Regions from separate parts of the Gasterosteus aculeatus genome. Here region 1 is linked to region 2. Evidence: chromatin contacts called from public Hi-C data. All regions are on one chromosome and are shown on one strand. Each heading gives the region's core, a stretch centred on a gene start, on an enhancer-like site or on the middle of the called end of the contact. The rest is flanking DNA. Distances are from core to core; before and after follow the strand shown. Region 1 holds the start of sqlea (squalene epoxidase a). Region 2 overlaps LOC120810476.

Evidence for each region. Hi-C and Micro-C count contacts between places; a contact is called where the count stands out from the background.
Region 1: a Hi-C map of skeletal muscle shows a contact between it and region 2, with 2.6 times the contacts expected there. The contact joins the promoter of sqlea here to the enhancer-like site in region 2. A contact is called at or near these places in 4 of 6 Hi-C or Micro-C datasets (liver, skeletal muscle and tail fin).

What each region holds. Positions count from the first base shown.
Region 1 is chr20:17,548,395-17,552,636 of fGasAcu3.hap1.1, reverse strand. It overlaps sqlea (squalene epoxidase a), which reads left to right and starts at 2,600. Exons shown (of 11, transcript XM_040165015.2): 1 at 2,600-3,421; 2 at 3,720-3,978. The coding sequence starts at 3,143. LOC120810465 (protein LYRIC) reads left to right here. Exons shown (of 13, transcript XM_040165017.2): 13 at 1-551.
Region 2 is chr20:17,420,318-17,424,627 of fGasAcu3.hap1.1, reverse strand. The region is part of intron 7 of LOC120810476; the gene reads left to right. Among protein-coding and RNA genes, the nearest start is that of LOC120810476, 12 kb to the left of the region's middle. Within about 2 kb of position 2,432, at least 1 of the 9 cell types and tissues checked has open chromatin away from gene starts, as enhancers often do.

The DNA.
Region 1 (4,242 bases), core at 1,351-3,850, 130 kb before region 2:
TCTTATTCCAATGAATCAAATAACTGAAAGAGCTGTATTGTACTAATTAGACATGTATTAGAATACTGATCTGTTTAGAAGTCTTGATGTTGTGGTGACTAACGCCTGGAGCTTCCTGTGTCGTGAATGAACGGTCAACATGCTTTGGGTCACCGGGCCACGGTGTCCACTCGGCCTTTTGCTTTTTATTTTGCTCTCAAGTGTTTGTTGAGTATAGCTGAGCGATCAAATGGTTACTTGACGCGGACGACTCGTGAACATTTTGGACGGAGGTAAGGGAATCCGGGCTGCTCCGCTTTATCTGTAAGTGCAACATTTCAACTGACCGTCCAGCCGGTTTCTTACTGGTCTGATGTGCTGCTGTTTTTACCGTCTGAGTGCTTTGTGACCCGAGCCGTGTGGGAGCCTCCGACCCTCCGTGTACCGTCGCAGTGTCATCGGCCTCTTCGTGACTCTCCACCTGTGGTTTATTTAAAAGTCTTTGGAACTTTTTGTAAAACCTGTTTGTAATAAAATAAAAACTAAAGCCATATGTAAAAATACTAAATAAAGGCCAGTTTTTCTTTATCCAGACTATTTGGTATTACAGCAACTTACTATTGTGGAGTATTGATTAGTAAGGACTATGAATAAAATAATTAACTGCGGCCGAACCTTTACAAACTGATGCTGCTGTGGTAGAATCCAACACTGCTTCTCTCAGGAAAGTGACCTCTGACCTCTAAGGGAATCTTCTGAATGCAGAGATGGAGAAAGCTACAGAAATGTGGCGTTTGACATTTTGTGTGTTCATTAAACACAAAATTGCTTTAACAATTTTCTACTTAAACCCGATAGGTTCACAATCAAATCAAATAAGATTTATTTGCAACAAAATAAGTGAGCTCAAGTGGAAACTGCTGATGCTATAATAACGCTATAGTATACAAAAAAGTCAAACTTTCATGACAATAAAATAGGTCTCAAAGTCATAGTATTGCCCGTATAGATGCTCGAATATTAAAACCAAACCTTGGCATGAAAATGTATTTTTTGGCCCACATTATTGTGATGACTCATTAAATTGTCTTGACCTGGTTGCAGTTGTAATTGCCGGCAGCACGTAACAAAAGAACTGGGAGGTTTCTAGAACAAAACGTCTCCTGCTGGGTGAATGTGCTCAAAGGCGTCGTTCAGGGTCAACCCTGCATCCCAATAAAACATTTGTGGTTTTCTGTTCCATAAATCCTTCCTGGCATGTCTGAAGAAAGTCATATAATACGTCAAAGAGAGATCACTGTGTCAACAGAGTCATAGAAAAGTTATTGTATGAAACATTGAGAAAGGTTCAAAATATTCTTAAGTCTTTAAAAGTCTAAAATATATAGTATGGCACGTCAGAAGTCCTCAAAAAGTCTCTGCTGTGATAATCAGAAGTGTCATGTTAAAGTGGTCTAGAATTTCAAAAAATGTATTGTGCAGATATTTCTAAAAGTATCATAAAACGTTAAATCATAACGGATAAAAAAGCGATTGTATCTGTTGAAGTAACGCATTAAAAAAACAATTATATTAATCAGTCATTTTTCCATGATGAATTCTACTAGCATGATGATTCTAATGTGTCCACTTCTATTATATTATTCTATTGTTACTTCTGCTATTATTTATGTTACTGTTATTGCTATTATGATTCATGTAACGTTACAATGTTCCCATTCTGTATACCTGACGTCTATCGTACTACTGCCGATCCCTCCCTCACAATAGAAGCGATAATGACTCATAATGACCATAGTTTTATTTACAAGGGAATAGTTGTACGTATAAGTGTCTCTGTGCTGCCGCCCACAGGAAGGTCGACGTACTGCAGCTGCTCGTTTTACTGGTCGGATGAACATCTGGGGGGACAACGGGTGTTCAAAGCAACCCAGATTCGACACAATTAGAGATAATATTATTTTATCATTAAAACCATTAGGTAATTAGGTATTAGGTAGGCTTATATTGTGTATTTGGACACATTATTTATAATTCGGTTAATTATTTTCTCCAGTCGACTTTGTTTACTGTTATCTTAGCTTATGTTCATACCAAATAATATGTCTCACCACTGCACTTCTGAGCCCGCTGTGTTAGTTCAGGTGTTGTTATGATACAATAATACATTTTGGTTTCACTGCTTATTCAATAACATTTTTTAAGTCAAGGTTAAGTAGGGGTTGACTTCTGGGCAGAAACAGCAGTTATTTTATTTGTATTCACCAACAGTTTATTGTTGTGTTACATCCAGTTTATGCGTTTGGCGTTCCAGAACAACATGCATCAGTATATTTCTATTTGTATTGTCCTTCTTGGCTCCGTTTAGTCAAATCCTCCAGCTGTATTACGAATAAACATTAAAAAGAGATCTCACTCTGCACCTTTTCCTGGGAACTATTATCATCCCCAGTGACTTGTCAGAATTTATACGTATACGTGGCAGATATTTCCTCTGTTACGAAAACTGTTTAGTAAAATATCCATTGTTGCGAGCTATCTAGACTACATGTTGCTTTCATTTGTCCATCACGGCTTTGGTTACCACGGTAACAGCTTGTTATCCTATTTCAAGAGGCACACTCAAAAATTGTCCCGATTTATAAAGCCAGAGGGGTTTTGCCTTGTCCAATATAGACGATCTTTGCAGCCGGTCTCCGTCCCATTCTGTGAGGTAAATAAATGCAACGCGCACCTTCCCACTGACATCACATCATCCTGCCAGCAGGCCGTCCAATCAGCGGCCGAGGGGAGGGCCGGAGCGGCGGCGGCGGTCCAATGGGCGGATAGCGTGAGCTCTGCTCACCGCCACGTCACTTCTGATTCGAGGGTTGAACTGTGGAGGAGGCGGGACGGAAAACCACCGAATGAGACGGAGTGCGCCTTCCTCATTCTAATAAATTATTCACCAGCGCTCCTCCGACCGCCTGAGAGCAAGTTATCATCAGTTACAAGCGAAACATTTTGTTTTGGGTTTGCTAGCTTGTATTTTTTTGGAGCACCTGAGAAATAACATGAAGAGTGATTATTAATTGCGTGTTTTCCGTCAGCATAAAAAGAAAATCGGTCTCTCAGTACAAGTGCGGTTATTTATCTAGTTGATTTTTTTTTTAAATCCAAAAATATGTGGACCTTCTTAGGAATAGCAAGCTTAACGTACCTTTACAAGAAATCCAGCACAGTGTTGAGTTACGCTCACAAAGAGGTGGTAATGGCCGCAGCCTTACTTGTGGCAGCCGGCCTGCTGCTGTCGTATGTCAGGTGTTCTCACACCTACAGGCTCAGGTTCTCTCAGGTGATGCACTGGCCCCTCGGGCTCTTGTCCCTTCTACCTGGTGTCAAACACTTTATCCCACAAACGTCACCTGAAAGGAGCGAGAAGGTGGAGAACAGCTGTAAAAAGGTAGGAAAACTAAATAGTAATAATGTTTAACACAAAGGCAGATTCAGAAAGAGTGTCGTTTCTTTGTTTCGTTTATCTGAAGTAATTTATGTTAAATCTGTGATCTTAATTTCTGGAAAAAAAACCAAGTCTGATTCTTGCATTTCGAAGGTGCTTTAAAGTTAATAGATCTTTGCATCTCCAAAGACTGCGAGAGTAGCTGGTGATTGGATGAAGTGTGACCAATGTTTGCCTTTTACTCCTCCGCTCGGACTTCACCCTGTTTGTAACGAGAGACTCTCCCATCCGTTGCTCCCAGAGCCGCAGATCAAGGAGGAGAGTGGATACAGAGTCCTCCACCTCCCCGGGTGCCTCGGCTGGGGGCCCCTCGGCGGCCCCGGAGCCCGACGTGGTGATAGTCGGGGCGGGGGTCCTGGGCTCTGCGCTGGCGGCTGTCCTCGCCCGGGACGGCCGGAGGGTGACGCTGGTGGAGAGGGACCTCAAAGAGCCCGACAGGATCGTGGGGGAGCTGCTGCAGCCTGGAGGGTTCAGGGCGCTCAAGGAGCTGGGACTGGAAGGTCGGTGATGGGAGCACTGGGAGCACTATGCTACTATGTGTGTGTGTGTGTGTGTGTGTGTGTATACACATATATACTAGATGACCAGATATTAGATGAAATATGTTCCGGCTATTTCACAAAACCAGTCAAATTGCTATTTAATGATTTCCTCAAACATCACCTGGACCTCAACAGCGTCATGAGGCACAATGATGAAATAAACTCCAATACAACATTAATATTCCTGTTACAGCTATTTGCTGTAATAATAATACATCATTT
Region 2 (4,310 bases), core at 1,183-3,682:
GGGGAAGAAGCTGCTCCCGTGTCTGGTGGTTTTGGTGCACAGTGCTCTGCAGCGCCCGCCAGAGGGGAGGAGTCTGAACGTGTCGTGTCCAAACTGAAGGGACTGCAGTGATCTTTCCTGACTGGAGGTGTACAGGGTCAGGATGGAGGTTCAGGCTGAAGCCAATGATTCTCTCTGCAGACGGCATGATGTTTGTATTGAAACAGTTAAGTCTGGAAATCAGCAGCAGACAAGCTACGGAAAATAACTTGTACCTTCTTCTTTTTTCAAAAGATATACAAAACTCCATAAAATTACACACATTATCTATTAACAACCCAACTATTAATATTAATACTATAAATAAATAATAATAAAGTATTATGCTCATGATGAAATCACTGTTCTCATGTTTGTACAGAAGAAATACTGTATTATATATATACATTGTTTTACTGCTTATACAGTGTTTTTAAATGACGTACACAGTTATGTAAAATAACAAGTATCCAGCTCATCATATAACATGTATGTCCATAATAACAGTTTAACAATTTTTTTGTAATTTCAAAGTAACTCCTATTAAATTTATATTAATATGTACATTTATATTAAAAATCTAATCCAGCGTCTCAATTTAGCAAACCTTTTTTATTACATCAAACGTAATGCAGTCTTTTCTTTTAAAGAATAAAAAGCTGCATTGCTCTTGATGTTGAAACCTTCACGGGTGTTGCTCCTCTGGCTCCACCTGATCAGTGCAATAGTCCAGGCAGAAAGTAGAAGCAACAATGATAACTTACGTCCTTTATAGCTCCGTGTCATAGTGAGTAGAGAAGGTCCTCTGCTGATACGGGTCATTGATCCCTAACCTCTAACTGCTCATTGTCTTATTAAGTGCAGTTCGGCACAAACGTTTTGATAGCCCTTTATTGAAGGTGTTCTCTTGTAAATAAACAAGAAAAATCTGTAAAATGACTGTCTCGCATGGTTTTCGCACTTTATTTAAATTAAGATATTTTACTTTAATTTACGTTTTTTGTTTTTTTTACCGTGTGCATAAAAATTGATTCAAAATATAACAATGCTTGAATCCAATGTATTTTCTGTTTGTTTTTTTTTGTAAAATATATTGCATATTAGTGGTCTACTCCTCCTATGATGCGGCGATACATCACTGTAAATGAAAATGCGCATTAGCAGACATTCGATGAGATAACGCTGCACGTATATTTAAACACACATCAGAGCTTGTAATATGAGAACAACTGTCTCCATGTTCGTGACCAGCTGTGGGATCTATTGGTGACATGTTTTACCCTCCTGCCTCCTTAGACCACATGGTGCTGCCTTAGCCGTTAGACTTCTTTGCCTGCGTGAGTCACGGACCTCATCACGTCCACGTGTCCTCCCTCTCGTAATAGCCTCTGGAATTCTTTGTAGTGACCCTTTTTTAGTGTTCTATCGGCGTAATAGTTAGCTGAGCCTCATGTAATAGTCCGTGTTTAAATGTCCTGCGCTCATTGTAATAGTCGGCAGGCGCTCGTGTAATAGTTGGTGTTTTGTGTGTGAGCGGGCTCTCAGGTGACGGAGGCCCTGCATATGAAATGAGATGGTAATGAGGAGGAGGGAGGGGGGGCCTTATCACTGCAGGGCCAAATTCCGACAGTGAATTGCGCAGTTGTAACAAAAGTAACAGAGCGTCCATTCAGCCTGAACTAATCCAGATGGGAAAGTCAAACAGCAGAAAGTCCACGGCACAAACTCATTTCATCACTTTATTAATTTAGATATTGCCTCCGTGCTCCTGTGGGGGGGGAGAGAGAGAGAGAGAGAGAGAGAAAAAGAGCCCCTCTGAAATGACCAACATCGGTGAGGCGTTTTGCTCTACATGGTCCCCCCACTTCGTCTCCTCCCGTTATCTGTTTAATTCATCCCGCCAATCTCGGCTGTCTTTACCCACTAAATTTCCCTTTGACACGCATGCCTTGCTTCGCATAATCCTCACTCCGGGGCAGAATTAAAAATGGAAAAAAAGAGGAGGGAATAGGACAGGTGGCTGGAGAATCCTTGAAATGGTGTTCAATGCGGGAGCCGGAGAACGATTTGACCAGATTCGAACTGGGGGGGCGGGGGCCTGATAGGGAAGTAGTTCTTTTTTTTTTTTTTTCCTTCCTTTTTATTTTTGGAATCAAGGTGGAGGAGGGGTGACAGGTGGAAAATGTGCAGAGACTGAGAAGTCCCTTAAGAGGCGGGTCGGAGCGTCGGTTCTAAATTGTGGTGCAGGAATGACTTCAGGGGGCGGAAACCGTTGCGATGGAGATGGAGATGAAAATGTCACTCTCCAAAGGTGTGATTTGAAAAGTTTTTCTCTGTCGACCAAAGGCCGAGCGTTAGAACAGACGCCTCCGCCTGCATGGATCTATCGCAGGGGGGTCCGCCTCTCGTACAGCCGCCGCCCCGTGTGGCTCCGTCTGACCCGCCAGGGGCCGACGTGCTCTGCTTCGGTTCTTCAGGCGGCAGCACGTCATATCAACAGCGGGGGAAATGGGTTCTTTTACAGCGGAGGATTGCGGCGCTTACGATGGAGGTCTGATACGATCGGCGCGAGCGCGGTGAAGCTGCCCGTTGTAAAATGAAGAATATTTCGCTACGGCCTCGTGCCGTGACAAAAAGCCACTGTAGCAACTGAAGTATTGGTATTTCTATACTGAATTGTCAGTTGAACGAGGAATACATCAGTTTGATAAAAGCTCCCTTGCACAGTTGTGTCGCTCCGCTAGTCCAATATTTACAACATAACCACAACATCCAAGCTCCTCACGTCCTGCTCTCCTATCTGTCGATACATCCACTCCCTGTTAAATGCAGGCATGAAAGGAAAGCAATCTGCAAAGGTAGCGACCCATCCAATCGCTGTTACAGTCCCAAATGCCCACCGCTCAGTGGACATTTACAGACTGGATAGATTAAACTGGTAAAATGATCAACAAATAAACCGGCATTAACTGCAGTGCTGCAGCAGGGACGTTTGGATATTTTCTAGAGGTGTTTTAGAGGAACACTGCTAGAAGTCCGGCACAGACCAGGAGTAAGACTTAAGACGGGGGGGGAGTGTTTCCTGGTGCGGGGGGAGGGGGTGCAGATCTACAGTGTGTCGGCTGCGTGTGGGGGGCCGGCGGCGCAGCTCGGCGCGGAAAATGGCGGCGGTGACGGCAGCAGACGCACGGCACTATTGATTGGGCTCCACAGGCTGAGACCGGCCAATTCAGAGCACCAGTGAGCCGAGACCGATTGGGCCTCCTGAGTTACAAAATCCCACAGCTCCTCTTCTCTCATCTGCCAAGTATTTCTCATTCCCCAGGCAAATGTTTTCCAGAAGAAAGTTTTCGATTTTTGGGGGTAAAAGAAAAAAATAAACGCTGGAGGAATTGTATGACTCGTATGCATGAGCCGCTGTACAGTGAACGGAGCCATCCGGCACCAACTAAGGCCCACTTGATCTTGGGGTTAAAGATCCAAGTACTTTAAGGGCTGCGATTGAGACACACTTTTAGAATTTAGTTTTGGATTCACGGCCCAATATCTCTCTCCACCTCTCGTTCTGCAGTAGCAGGCGGCTGTTTCAAATAAGCTTGATGGACTTGACTTCTTGTGCCACCAACAAACACAGCTCGCTACGAGCATTTGCTGAGACCTAAATGTGCTTATTTGTTGTTACTCTGCTAGATATCTCTAGCATGACTCTGCTAATCATGCCAAAGTTAAAGGGTCCAGCAGGCAGCAGCTCTACGCAACGGATCGCATCGCCGCGTAAAAGGTCTACGTCGTGTTCAGGATCATATCAACATGTTACATATTATAATATCATATTATAAGTTTCTGCACAATTGTCTGGTACTCTGAAAAATGTATGTTTGTTATAATAATAAAAAATATATTTGTCAGTTTCTAAGCACGTAAAGGGTTAATTTCATTGCCGTAGACGTCCTGACAATTTTATTGTCCTCTTCATTTTACTTAACGTGTTTCTGCAAGTAAGATTGTCTCTAACAAATTCCTCAATCTTTTTTACCATTAAAAGTGAGGAAAACTAAGCAAACGTATAGCTTTGTGTCCCATTAACCACGATGGTTTGTACCAACTCAACCGCACAAAGCAAGCAGCCTAGGCTAAGCTAGCTGCTAGGCTAAGCTAACTGCTAGGCTAAGCTAACTGCTAGGCTAAGCTAGGCCAGGAGTTGCTGGTTCAACATGTTCCACTCGGTGGAATTCTGCCTCCAAGATGATCAAATGTGTGTAGTTTTGTGTTTTAAATAACATTGACAATTA